Regions from separate parts of the Pan troglodytes genome. Here region 2 is linked to region 1. The links are chromatin contacts, called in public Hi-C maps. All regions are on one chromosome and are shown on one strand. Each heading gives the region's core, a stretch centred on a gene start, on an enhancer-like site or on the middle of the called end of the contact. The rest is flanking DNA. Distances are from core to core; before and after follow the strand shown.

What was found. Hi-C and Micro-C count contacts between places; a contact is called where the count stands out from the background.
Region 2: a contact with region 1 is called in a Hi-C map of induced pluripotent stem cells, with 1.8 times the contacts expected there. The contact joins the promoter of SP9 here to the enhancer-like site in region 1. A contact is called at or near these places in 3 of 7 Hi-C or Micro-C datasets (blood, induced pluripotent stem cells and stem cell-derived neural progenitor cells).

The regions. Positions count from the first base shown.
Region 1 is chr13:75,788,482-75,795,878 of NHGRI_mPanTro3-v2.0_pri, reverse strand. No RefSeq gene overlaps it. Among named protein-coding and RNA genes, the nearest start is that of SP3, 210 kb to the left of the region's middle. Within about 2 kb of position 4,993, at least 4 of the 24 cell types and tissues checked have an H3K27ac peak or open chromatin away from gene starts, as enhancers often do. A contact at or near this core is called in induced pluripotent stem cells, where this site is marked.
Region 2 is chr13:76,369,657-76,376,792 of NHGRI_mPanTro3-v2.0_pri, reverse strand. It overlaps SP9 (Sp9 transcription factor), which reads right to left and starts at 1,972. Exons shown (of 2, transcript XM_016950060.4): 1 at 1,813-1,972; 2 at 1-819. The coding sequence starts at 1,833. LOC100609402 (a long non-coding RNA gene) reads right to left here. Exons shown (of 3, transcript XR_010149797.1): 3 at 6,263-7,136.

The DNA of each region.
Region 1 (7,397 bases), core at 3,744-6,243:
GCGCTTAGAAGAAATATGCGGAAGTAGAGGGAAAGAGGGGGGAAGGACAGGCTTTGATAGGTGCGGTAGATACAGGGACAGAGGAAACAGTCTCTGGAAATAATCTGAGGCCACCTGAAAATTAACCCTAGAACTGCACAAGCTCTAGGCTGAGACCCAATTCATACCATGAGAGTATTAAATGATTCTTTATTCATTCATCCATCTTTCTACCCATTCAATCATCCATCCACTTAACAAATAGCTATTTAGTTTTTACTGTGCGCCAGGCATAGTTCTAGTGCTGGGAATATATCAGCAAAGTCAAAGTCCTTGCCTCTTGGAGTTTATAATCAATTGAGAAAGAGGGAGTTGGCAGGTAAACAGATATTTCAGGCAGTGATAAGTGCTAGAAATGAAATAAAGTAGGGCAAGGGGAGAGAGTAGAGGGTTGAAATTGCTATTTTTAGATGGGATGGCAAGGGAAGGCCTCTGCTAGGAGAAAATGTCAAGAGAGGCTGAAGAGGGAAGAGATAAGCATGTCTGGGAGGCAGCATCAGGGAGGCAGGCGTTCCAGGCAGAGGGGCAGGAAAGCCCTGAAGCAAATGGCGGCAAGAAGGCTAGTAGGTGATGGAAGTGAAAATGGAGAGAAAGCCCCACAAACAATGCACCGATGTTGTTCCTAATAAGAACACTCGGTTCTGCATGGACAGAGGGAGCAGGAGAGAGGGAGCCATTCACTGGATGGCAGGAGCAGGCACATGGCAAGTGCCACTGGGGCATCCGTAATAATAGTCCTCCCAGCTACTGGTGTCAGTGCACTCACTGTGCTCCAGGTACCAGAGTCATGTCTATACAGTTTGTCATTTATTAGATCTCTAAGATGGCCTTTGCTTTTACGAAGGTAACACGTGCACACAGTTAAACAATCAGGGAGAAAAAAGCTTCTAACAAACAGCAGTGGTCCTTCACTCCCCTCCCCCCATTTTGAGTCTTTTTCTCCAGAGGCAACCACTTTCAACTCTCTTAATCCTTTCTTCTGGCATTGACTGGCACATACTGTTTCCAAAAAATATGCACATACGTGACTTCATGCTTTAGTCCTTCTCTATGGACTTTTTGTGTGTTAGGTAATAATTTAGCTCTCTTACCCCCCTCCCTCTTCTCTTACCAACATTCTTTGGATATTTTGTCTTAGCTGGTCTACTAGAACAAAGTACCTGAGACAGGGTAATTCATAAACAATAGAGATTTATTTCTCACAGTTCTGGAGGCTGGGAAATTCAAGATCAAAGTGCCAGCAGGTTTAGGGGCTGTTCCTCATAGAGGATGCTGTCTAGGTGTCTTCACACGGTGGAAGAGAGAAGGAGCAGAAAAGGGCCTAAGCTAGTTCCCTCCAGCCCTTTTATAAGGCACTAGTCCATTCACAAGGGCCTCATGACTTAATCACTTCTCAAAAGGCCTCACCTCTTCATAACACCACAGTGGTGATAAGTTTCAACGTGAATTTGGAATGGACGCATTCAAGCCATAGTATATACTTAATCATGATTTTAATTCAATTAATAGTCAGTGTTCCTGGGTGCAGTGGCTCACACCTGTAATCCCAGCACTCTGGGAGGCCAAGGTGGGTGGATCACTTGAGGCCAGGAGTTCGAGACCAGCCTGGCCAACACAGCGAAACCCTGTCTCTACAAAAAATACAAAAGTTAGCCGGGCATGGTGGTCGGCGGCTGTAGTCCCAGCTATTCGGGAGGCTGAGGCATGAGCATTGCTTGAACCTGTGAGGTTGAGGTTGCAGTGAGCTGAGATCGTGCTGCTGCACTCTTGTCTGGGTGACAGAATGAGAATGTCTCAAAAAAAAAGTCAGTGTTTACATTGCTATGACTGTGCAAATCTTGTTCACTGCCCAGTCAAAATGTGTAACATAATCATTTTTCCTCATTTATTTCTGAATTATTTTCCTCAATTATTTCTGAAGTAAATAATTGCCCTTTTTCACTTGCTCAGTTCTAAATACATATCATTACCATTTCTCCAAATTTACTAACACATCTGTCAATCAATGTCTATCAATGATTTGTCCAGTTGTAAACACTCGATCATCTCTATTTTTCCTCCCACAGACTCCTGTCGCAGAGTCCTCACCCTCTCTCAGATTTGGACGGGGGTTGCTCTTTGGGTGTGGGGGACGTCTACATCCTCTGTCCATGTCAGATATCCTCTTCCCTGGAGCTCACGTTTCTTTTTGGTTGAATCTCTCCATTTGTTGAAGGATATCTTTCAGGAGCTTTGTAAGAAAGGGCATATGGAAGTAATTTTTTTTTTTTAGACGGAGTCTCGCTCTGTCACCCAGGGTGGAGGGCAGTGTCTCAATCTTGGCTCACTGCAACCTCCACCTCCCGGGTTCAAGCGATTCTTCTGCCTCAGCCTTCCGAGTAGCTGGGACTACAGGCACCTGCCACTATGCCTGGCTAATTTTTGTATTTTTAGTAGAGACGAGGTTTCGCCATATTGGCCAGGCTGGTCTCAACCTTGTGATCACCTGCCTTGGCCTCCCAAAGTGCTGGGATTACAGGCATGAGCCACTGTGCCTGGCCGGAGGTAAATTTTTTGATTATTTGCATGTCCAAGTATAAATTTATTCAGATCTCATATTTGATTGAATATTGGACTGAGTATACAATTCTAGATGGAAAATAACTTTACCTCAGAATTTTGAAAATATTTGTGCACGTCTTCTAGCATCTAGAAGAAGTCCTATATTATTCCAATTTCTTTTCTTTTATATATACTGTATTTTTTTCCTCTCTAAAAACTCTTACGATACGCATTCTATTCCTGGTATTCTGTAATTTGAGATTTTTTATCCCTTTTAATCTCTTTTCAAAAGCATGTTAGAAAAGTTTCCTGAAAAGAGATGCAAAGTTTTCTGAAATTCTATGACCATTAAAAAAAAAAAAAAAACTTCTTTGGGGGAAGGCTAGAATGTTAGTTAGTGGACATAATATCTGAAAGTATCAGAAATTTTTGAAGCTGAATTAAATATTCAATACTTTTGCTTTATTTACAAGAGTGGTTCTCAGCCAGGGGTGATTTTGCCACCCAGTGAAATGGGGCAACACCTGGAGGTATTTTAGGTTGCCTTGACTTTGGGCAGGGAGGGATTGCTACTGGCACCTAGTGGGTAGAGGCCAGGGATGCTGCTCAACATCCTGCAATGCACAGAAGATCCTCACAATGAAGAATGATCAGGCCCAAAATATCAATAGTGTGATTGAGAAGCTCTGCTTTAAAGATTTCAAGTTTCTTTATTAGTAGAAATGCCAAAAATTCTGAGTAGATTGGTTTTGTTCTGCATTCATTCATAGGATCTCCGAATACTACACACATACTCATAGAATCTCCAGATATTTCACACATATTGAATTGCATGGCTAGTAAGTGCCAGGCACCATGCCTGCTCTCACAGAACTTAAAGTCTCTTGAAATAAATTGGCTCGCTTTTTATTTTTGGTATATTTAGGGAGTCTATGAAATAGATTATTTTTTCCCTCAATTTTAGGATCGTAAAAACAAATTTCTTGGAGGAAAAGACAACCTCTCCGCTTTGGTCTTGTGCTTTCACATCACTGACCCTAGCAAGAGAGTGCTGGAAATGGTGAGGCGGGGAGATGTTGTGTTCAACAAGGATAGAGACACCTCTGTGATCTCAGCACTGCAGTTCACTGCAGGCTGGAATGCTTGTCGAAGACGCACATTCCTAGGTCCTCAGACAAAAGGAATCAGAATCACCGAGATGTAGCCGAGACTCTGTGTTCCAACAAGCTCCCCAAGTGGTTTTATGTTCACCAACATCTAAGAACCTCTGGCCCAGACCCTGTGCTGTTGTGAAAATGGGTGTGAATATTCGGATCCAGGGGTGAAAATGGTGGTAATTAGTGCACCCAGCATCTTTAATATTAGGAATAAGATGAAGCATTAACATTGCGTTTAGAGCACTACTCTGTCATCAGACTGCTCGATTCAACCCTTAGCTCCATCATTTATTAGCTGTGTGACACTGAGGAAATGACCTAACCTCTCTGAGTCTCTGTTTCCTCATCTGTAAAGTGGAGATAATAGTATACATAGTTCATAGGGTGTATGCTGGGATTCATGTGAAATACTTTCTACAGTCTGGCACATAATCAGTGCTCAATATTATAGTTATAAAGAGACACAACTCTTGGGATCCTGAGACAGTTCTTGAGATCCAAGACACTTCCTGATCTAAACTTCAATGATTTCTCCAGCAAAAAACCTCCTCCTCTCCAGACTTAATGCATCCACAGGCTCACATACTGTGCACGGTGTGTGTACATACACATACCCGCTGCCTGTCTTACACATGCACACATGCTTTCTCACACTCACACACACTTTCACACGTTTTCTCACACACACTCACACTCTCTCACACACACACTCACACAAGTTCTGTCTCACACACACCCCCCTCACACATGTTCTCGCACACTATTCACACTCACACATACACACTCTCACACATGGTCTCTCACAGACACACTCACACCTGTTCTTTCTGTCACATACACACACTCTCTCACACATGTACACACACACACACCCCTCTACCACTCATAAGGTGGCTGTTCCTCGGGGTCTAGCATCTGTTTGACTTTCTTTGTTCTGGAAAGGCTTCTTGTCAGCACTGTCCTTTCCAAGATCTGCACTGCACTGTGGGCTGGGGCTGTGATAATTAGTCCCTTTCAGATGGCTCAGGCTTAATGATAATGAGTGGGCAGAGCTGCGTGGCTGCAGGCTGGGAGCAGGAGGTGGAGAGGGTATGGCTAACGGCGGAGTCCGAGGCTGTAACCTGGGGTGGCCAGAGCCAGGACACCCCTCTTTCCTCTCTATGCCCTGCGGGGCCAGGTTTGGGGGCACAGTGGAGATGAAGCACCCTCCTGGTGGCAGACCTCACTTGCTTGAGCCTCAAGGAACGCGGAATGTAACCAGAGCTAAGCACAGGCGCTGAGAGCCCTCTATGGGCTCTTCCAATCACAATGTTGTGATTAGCCACACTTCCTGCTTGGAAAACAGGCAGGCAGATATTTAAAAGGGAAATCCTACTGTGAGGTTTGGATGGGATTTCAAATGGATTTTTTCTGCAAATAAGATTAAAGGCAGAAAGAGGAAGGGATGCTATTCAAAACTTTCCCGAGGGCTAGGGCTTGTTGAGCTATAGAACAAAGGATGCCCAGAGACCCCGGGAGCTCCAGCTCCCTATAACTTCATGATATGCTGGACTTTCCCAAGCAAGTGACTTTAACCATCATTCAGATTGGGTGGGCAGTGGAGACATGGACAAGACCTTAAAATGTTTTTTGTTTTTTTTTTTTTGGTACAAGAAGATTCTCTTAAGCAGGTTTGTTGCTGTCAGCAAACAACTGTTGAGCATCTAGCGGGGACACCTCAGGAAATTGTTCGGGTGACTGGGCAAGTTGTCGTAATCTCTGTCGTCTTAGTTTCCTCATCAGGAAATTGGGATAACCATAGGACTTATCTCAAAGGATTGTTATATGATGGGAGTGAATGCTTATAGAGCACTTAAAGCAGAAGCCGGCACACACTCAGCCTTCAGGAAATGTGAGCTATTGTTCTCCTGAGGAATTCATCAATATTGTAGGTCAAAGAGCTCATAGTCAGGTTTGCCAAGGTCATCGCAAGTCACGGTGAAAGTCTATGGCTTTCTATTACGTGTTCAGGTTTAAAAGAGTGATTGCTTTATATACTCAACATTTTCTGGAAATACAAATGTACGTTTTGAAATTTAGTCCCGAAAGGTAGTTTACAGCACCCTCCATTGTGGTGGTGATGACCCACATGCTGAAAGAAAGCACGTTGTATTTAATACAAAGGCTGCAAAGAACCTGCTTGAACATTAAACTTTACAGAGGAACACATAAAATGCACTGGAGCAAAAATTCCTCAACTCTTCTGCCACCAGTAGATGGGGTTAAGGGTCCCTTAGTCTCTCTTTGGACTTAAGGAAAATGTGGACTTCTGGACAACCTTTGTAAGGACACTACCTTCTGTACTTTTTTTTTTTGCCCTAGGACTTTGGGAAAACAGATTCCAATCATACAGAGATATGACCCAGAATATTAAAAAAAAATCTAGTGTTTTGTTCATTCAGAAGTCAAGTGATGACTGTTAGTTGAAAAGTATATTTCTGTTATTAAAGAAGCAAATTAAAATCACAAGAAAACAATGGAATGATCAGCTTGCAAAGTTATTTGCGTTGATTAACAGCACCAATAAATGTGTCTTGGTTCTATAACTGCTTCATCTGGCACTTGACATGTAATAGATTTTTTTCACAGTATAATATCTCCATTGAAATACAATTATTTTGCAGATTGCTCAACTGAATACTCTTATAAACATACTGTTAGGGGGACTCACCCCTGGTGATCATCAGGGTATCATGACAATGTGCACAATTGATGGACATGAGAGGAATGTGGCAGCCAAGCTCGGAGCAGAGAGGGTGATTTGTTGCAGAGCAATTATTCTAATGCATTTTTAAAAGCGTAAAATAAAGAATCATTTCATTTGCTGAAAAGATATTTTAGGTGTTTCGGTAAAGCAGTGACAGAATATTTTGATTGTCAGGTTTTTTTTTCTTTATAAAGTTAGATAATTACATTTACCAGTTAAAGAATTGCCATTTAAAAATAATATTTTGTCTAAATGTTTAAAGATGTCTATTAAAAATGTATACTGAACATGACAGCGGCCTTTTCATGCTGTAATTCTAGTTAGTGGTCTGAAAACAATTAGGCTGAAAAAATGAACATTTATTCAGTGCTAGCTGGAGAGTCAAGAATCTGTAGAGTATATTATGATTTTTAAGATTGTTTTATGTTTGCTCAGATAACATATCTAAGGAAAGTGGCTTATGTGTGCATTTAGTTTCTTCAGTAATCTCTCCAGTGGGCAAAGCCCCCAGTAGTCTGTGTTCCGGGGAACCCATGATCTCATGCCTAAGAATGTGGAGGACATCGGGGGATCTTTAATGAAACAGCCAAATGTGACCTATCTATTTAGGCCCCTCGTTCATCTGGCATATACACTGGCATAGCTATGCTAGTTACAATACTGAAATATTTGCTCACCTGTCAGAAGCAAGTCCTTCCCCCAAGGCCCCCGTGTGGCCCCCTCAGGCCACTCCCTGAGACCCTCCAGGTAGCCCCCAACCCAACAGGCAAAAGATGAATGCCTGCCTTGGCAGAGGCTGCCAGCTTGCTCCAGCCTGGAGTTTTTTTTTTTTAACTTTTAGAACTTTTTCTTTTTTCTTTTCTTTTCTTTTCTTTTTTTTTTTTTTTTTGACAGAGTCTCCCACTGTCGCCTGG
Region 2 (7,136 bases), core at 723-3,222, 580 kb before region 1:
GCTGGCGGCGGCGGCTGCCACGGCGGCGCTGGAGTCCGAATAGGAGGGCAACACCGGCTTGAAGCCGTCCTGGGCCAGCAGGTGCTGGCTGGTGGAGAGCAGGTGGGAGGCGGCGGCGGCGGAGGAGCCGAGGCCCGTGGAGCTGAAGGCCGAGTGCGTGAGCGAGCTGAAGTCGGGGTTGTAGGTGCCCAGCTGCGAGTGCAGCGAGGCCTGGGGGGCGCCCGAGTGCAGCGAGCTCTGGAGCCCCCCAGTGGGGTTCTGCACTTCCAGCCACGAGCCCGGGCTGCTGTGCACGTCCCACCACGACGACGCCGCGCCGTTGGTCACCTCGCCGGCCGCCAGCGTCGAATGGAAGCCCGACTTGTACCAGGACTCGTACGGGTGCGCCATGCCCACGCGCGGGTACAGGCCGTCGGCTGCCGTCGTGTGCACCTTGGAAATGAAGGCCGACTGGCCACCCGCCTCCTGCGGGGACACCCCGGCCGCTGCCGCCGCGGCAGCCGCCGAGTTGGAGAAGAGGCCGCCGTAGTCGCTGCTGAAGGCGGACGACGTGGGCGACGTGGAGGCCAGGCAGAAGGCGCTGTTGGCGGCGCCCGAGCCGCCCGCCAGGCCGCCCGAGCCACGGCCCCCGGTGGCCACCGCGAAGCCCGAGAGGCTGGAGCCGAGGTTGCAGCTGGACGAGGAGCGCTTCCAGGGGTGAAAGCCGCCTTTGGCGAAGGCGCTCGACTCTGGCAGCGTCGTCAGCGGGCTCGTGTTGCCGATCTTGTTGCAGGTCGCCGCCAGCATGGCCAACGGGGTCGTTCCGAAGCGCGGCTCTTCCTAGAGTGGGTGGGATGGGGGAGGGAGCAAGAAGGAGGAGGGCAAGAGGAAGTGGGGGAAGAAACAAAGTGCACCCGTGAGCAGCCTCGTCCCCTGCGGCTGCTCCCGGGGGGTCCTGGCTCCCCGCCTCGCGCCTCCTCCCCACGCGCCCGCGGAGGAGTCGCCGCACCGGGCGCGGAGCAGGGGCGATCACCGGGGCGAAGGTCCAGGCGCCGGAAAGTTGCACTTCGCTGAGGCTATAAATCAAAGATGCCTCCGTGTTCCCCGCTGCAACCCTGCCTACAACCGGACTTGGGTTGTCGCCGTAAACCGGCTCCTCTCCCAGAAGACCCCAAGTCGCCCTTCGGGGTGAAGCGCGAAGGTAAACACAGAGACCAGAGACAACAAACACCGGGTGAGGGCGGAGGCGGCCGAAACAGCAGCCAGGGACGGGCGAAACTTGCAGCACTCCCAGGGTGGCTACGACTTGACTTTTCTTTTTTAATAGAAAACGTTTGGTTTTAAAGTTTACATACACACAAAAACAGCGATTATGAAAACAATAATCCGAGGATAAGCGGCCAGAGACAGATTTCAAAGTCATGGGCGAATTGGGGAGCCGCGGAAATGTAAATGTTTATTAGCGTGACTAGATGGACTGCAAAACGATTAAGACTGTTTTCTGGAAACACCACTGTCGCATAATTGCAACAAAATCCCCAAAGCAAGGCGGGGGATGGGGTATAAATCACGAGGGGAAGAAAAGAAACCTCTAGCTTTTTTTTGAAACCAAATGAAAAAGGACTTGATTAAGAAGGCCTTTTCTTGCAAAGGCATCTTGCTGGGTTCCAAAAACTTGGGGAAAAATCAGTCCCAGAAATGTGGAAAGTGCTAATAGAAGCTGAAGCTGCAGTCTAGCAGCAACAGTTTCTCCGGAGCCGCAGACCCCAGAAGCCATAACGAAAAATTACTCCGGTTAAAACAAGCAAATGCGTTGCCGCGCTTGCGACTTACCCCGAGTATAGACGTGGCCATAGCAGGTCTCTGGCTGCGCAGCGAGGCTGGGAGCGGGGCTGAGCCTGGCGGCTGCTCGGAAAAACTGCTTGGCTCCCGCGCGGCTCCCGCGTCCCCGCGCTCGTGCCGAGCGGACTCCAGGCTCCCGCCGGCTAAACTCAGCCTAAGTGCGAGGAGCACCCGCTTTGAAGTGCCGCTGGCTGCGCCTCTCGCCCAATGAGGGCGCAGGCAGAGCAGACGGGAGCTGCCCCGCAGCCAATCAGACGCTCCGAGGGGCCCGAGCCCGGGCTCCCGGCGCGTGCCAGTCAAGTCGGCTAGCTAGGGCCGCGGGGGTGGGGGGGAGTAGTGGGGGATACTTGCGGGGGGGCGGGGGGCGAGGGCGGGCTGGGGGCTGAAGAAATTACAGTGCAATTAAAAATTTACACTCACGCACCAAGCCAGGTTTAAGTACCAATGAAACCGAGCCACAAGCACCCCCCCACACACAAACCACCCCGAGATGTTGCAAGTTAGGGCTGACAGTGCTACTCGACTCCCCACTTGTAGGAAAGGAGGCAGGAGGGGAGGAGACACCCAGACACAGCCCGCACCAGCAGGGCCCAAGTGGAGACGGAAATGTCAGCCCTCACTTTGTGTGTCCAGGCTTTTGCCTACAGAACACAACTTCAGCTTGTATCTATCATTCTTGCTTGTGATTTTTATCATTTTCGTGTGTCTTCTACCCAATTCCTTATTCCACTAGATTCAATTTCACTCTCACAGTTATACTGGGGAGGGGGCGCGAAGGGACAGCTCCTCCGAGAGGAGCGAAATAGGCCTCTCTGTACAGATCTACATCCACAGATTTGTTGGGAGGGCCTGGAGCCTGCTGCATCCCGCCATTTCCCCCCAGCGGTGTAAGTGACTTCCTAATTGTCGCTCTGGCCTCTGACCCGGGGGGTAATACAAGTGCCACTCACGCTAGAGGCTTCTGGTGGTAATTGAGGGCACCCTTTGTACGGTTTCGCCAGCGCTTAGATACCAGGTTAACCCAGTTGTCAAATATGACTAAACAGTGGGATGTGCTGATTATCTGCCGGGTTTTGCTGGGGGCTGGCATGGGGGTGGGAGGCATCAGCCCATACAACACGCTGCACGAAGCCGCTTATTTTCTCACTGTAACAACTTTGGAAACAGAGACCGGCGCGAGCGGCGTCCGCCCCCACCTCCACCTCCGCTGAAGCTGCAGCTTGCTCGGCTGTTTGTTTAACCCGGTGAAGATTTGCATGTCGCGTTTCATCCTGGAGTGGAGTTTTCTTGTCCCAGCTCCAACCCACTCCCATTCCAGACCACCAGGGCCTAGAGGCTCGTCCGTAGGGCAAGTGCGCTGTTTTAAGAGGTAGGCTCCCCATTAGTGCCCTGCTTTCACGGACGCGCCCGAGAAATCTCTCCAGGACTTTCACCCGGGAGGGCGGAGGACCAGGCCACACGTGGGCGCTTCCACATTTTGCAGGCTGGAAGCATCCTGAAGTCCTCCCTGGACCTTGTCAGTGTGAAAAGAGGGGTCCTCAAACAGACCAGGGTGCGTCTTCGAGTCCCCCAGCAACCGCTGACCTGCTTGTTTTTCTCTTTCTGGGCCCCGCTTTCTCTTTCTTCTCTAGGGTAGCCAGAAGCTGTTTTTGAACCAGAAATACCATCGCCCTCGGGCAGACCTGGGCACTGGTTTTAATATAGCACACTCCCCACTAAACCCACACCCTGCTTCTTAGAAAAAAAAAAAAATTAAACTACCAACCCCAAACCCTCGGGTGCAAACGACGAGTTGTCGCGGAGCCGGTGCAAGTGACAAGGATGTGGAACTGTGCCTCCCGTGTTTTCTCTCCTCTTTTGCAAGATCTCTTGACCCAAAAGTACGACCAGAGTGGCGCTGCTATCGGCCCTGTGATGGAGCCTGGGTGCGTCTTGGCGCACTCCGTGGGTGGGGAGGGCTATGTGGGTCGCTTTCTTGGATTCATCTTAAAATACTTTGGCTCAGAATGGTTTTTTTTTTATTTTATTTTTTTCTCTTTTTTGTTTAAGGTGGCGAAAGCACCAAGGAAATTATGACAGAGAAAGAGAAGGGACAGAGGAGAAGAGAACGAGAAGGCTCGTGTGGCTGTCAATGAAGTGCTGTGCCCTGGGAGACTGTAGTGGAAATGGGGGTGGGGAGGTGTGAAAAGTCCCTGAGGGACGCTGGGTGGAGGGCTGAGGAGAAATCAGGCCGCCTAGAAGAGCCGGAAAGCCCAGCAGGGGGACCCGGGGGCCGTTCCCAACAGGTGACTTCTGCCCTGGAAGAAGACACTGGTTCTCGGCTTCCCATAGAGTCTCCGCGTAGATTTACTAATAGAGGGATTGTTAAGTGGCAGCGAGGCGTTTCCGACTCACCCTGTGCAGCCGGGGAGGAGAAACGCAGAGGTTTCCCCCGTCCACCTCCTCCCCCACCCCCAACACACCCTCTCCTTAAGGAAAGCTGACAAAGTAATAAATAAGACAATCCGAAAAGCCACTTAGCACTAGTGACATTTTCAAGCCAACCATTTAAAACAGTTCTCGCAGACACCTCGGGCTCCGGCGCCCTGCTCGCCTTCCTCTTCTCCTCCTCCCCTCGGATCCCCTCCCCTCCCCCTCCCGCCGTTTTCCCCGTAGTTCCAGCTGTCAGACTCTAGACGTGGGCACTCGCATATTCCTTTAGATATACGCGTCTGCATCACAATAAAAGTTAGAAAAATCTTCCAAACGAACGCAGGCAAACACCCGGGCCACTTCAACTCTAAGGTGGGGCCCCAAGGAAATCTTTCGGAGGAAGTCCAGATTTTTTTCGTCTGACAGATTTTTTTCATCCTCTAAAAAAATCTAGTTTTTAAACAAAGATCAATGTGTTATGCTAAAGTGTTGAGCTGACTGTTAAAACATTTGGAGAAATAATGACAATGTAACAAAGGCCTGGTTTGGAGTGAATCATCACCCTTTTAAAAGTTAAAGCAATTTTCAGGAGAATAGCTTTCAGCAAACGCTTTACATTATTCAAAACGGCCAAATAATGCTCTATTATAGCGCCTGAATGCTGCCAGTCAGCCCCTAAGTGCAATTTGTGCAAAGGCCCCGGTGCCTTATCTCCACTTCTTTATAAAGAGGTGAATATAAAACAATTTCTTCCAAACCCAGACAGAGAGCACGAAAATTGCTTCCCTTTCTGCAATCAGGGCAATTTAACTGGAGTGCAATTAGCACTATTAAATGTCGATTCTGCATAAACAAATCTGACTGAGCAGCGAAAGTGGGGTGAGAACCTCATATACACTGAAACTGATTTTTTAAAATTATGTATCCGGGTCCTTTACAATTGATCCGTGACGTTTTCATCTTGGAATATATTTACATCATAAATACACTATGGTTAAATCAACATAATTTTTTTGCAAAAAAATTCAATACGATTCCTAATAAAGAAGAATAGGGTAATTAAAGGGAAGAGTTCACTTCCTTTGAACAAATATTGTTTCTCCCATCTTGCCTCTCCCGGGAGCTTTGATCTGAGCAACTGCTCAAGTTGCTCTGTTTAGCAGGCAAAGCCAGGGAAACAATTCGGTCATTAGCGCTAATCGGAAGGATTGGACCTCCTTCACAGGTCCAACAGCCACAGATAAAATGCTTCTTCCTGATGTGCAGGAAGCGTAGTGGCGACTGGGAGGACCAGTTATTTTCTGAATAACTGGATATGTAGTAGCTGGTTAAATATTAGGTGGCTGCCCAGTCTCCCCGGAGCTTTGACTTAGCACAGAGTCTAGCAGCGGGTATACACCACTGGGGTGGGGTGAGGTTGGGGTGGGGTGAGGTGGAGTTAGGGGGACTCCGGAATAAGGTTGAAGGGGAGGCGTTAGGGGAGGAGGAACGGAAGGTGCTCGCCTTGGCCAGGCTGGCTGCAGTCAAAGTCTGGACCACCGGGACCAGGAGGCGGGGGTGGGGGTGAAGGGAGCCCAGCCTATAAAAAGCATTTATCTGACCTGTCCTCCCAACTGCCTTTATTTATTTGCAAAGCCACAGCGCTCCTTTTTAAATCATTTGTGCAATTAATTATGCTTTTCATTTGCATGATCTTCACTAGAGCAGTGATTATCAGGTCAGCACGGTGTGGGAGTTGCGGAGATACATTAATAACTTGAGTTAAAAAAAGAAAAAGCTGCCCTTGTGTACCAATGTTGCCTGCCATGAACAAGGGAGAAGGAAGCCCAGGAAGGTCCATAGTGCCTGTTGAGTCGGGTGAATCCTTTCCACGGTTGGTGTCTTGTCAGTGGTGGGTGAAAATGAAATACAGCCTTTGATTAGCAGGGAATCTTTTATAGTTGACACATATTTATATTTTTTAAAGCACCAGTTGTTGAGATCAAATGGATGGAGAAAATTAATTGAAAATTGAGGAACTCTCCCACAGTTTCTGTTAAGCTTTCCTTTAATATTTGTTCTATAATGTCCTAATTCCAGCCCAACCCTTGCAAATGAAAGAGCAAGGAAGATTCAATAGGCCAATGGGACTTTCATCTTTTTTTTTTTTGTATCTCAGAGGCGTCACTGCTATTTAGCAGTGGTAGAAGATGCAAATCTTTCTTGCCTCTGTAGGGTCTGCTGAAGAAATTGAAAACCCCTAGTTTATTAAGTACAGTCCAAACGTTTGTTACACAACTAATTTTCTGCTGTTAGATGTATCTGGGCCATATATTTTAAGCTTGCCTCTATGTGTTTATCTGAGCCAAAAATGCATTAACAATTAAGGGAAAGACTGGTGTGTCAAAGGAAGGAAGGTGACTGTAGACTGTGTGATGATTTTAATGACTGCAATTATTGGAAGATTATTCAACAAGCATCATAGATTTGTTTACTGCATCACTCGGAAACTATGGGGGGCCTATTCAGCTTGGGGTTTTACTTTCCTCCCTCCCTCACCGACTACCACAGAAGGGTCTTAGACCTAAGCAAATGTGGCATTCTGTAGTGGCTTTCTTCTTTTTAAGAGCATCTCTTCCAAAATGATGCACATGTATTGTCTCAGCCAACTCTAATGGAACCACCTTTGGAGACACTAAAGCAATTTTTTTACATAGACCTGAACTAATATCAAGAAAAGCTAGAGGCCAGAGGATTCAGCTTCTCATAGCCAGGGTACCAGTTTCCTCAGTTTTACCCTTTCATAGGCAGATTTGAGGAGGCTTCCAACTCTTTCCTCCTCCATCCAGGGCTTGGAGAAGGCACTACAACCACAAGATGTTAAACAGGAGTGTAGGCATACCTCCAGGACACTCTGGGATAAA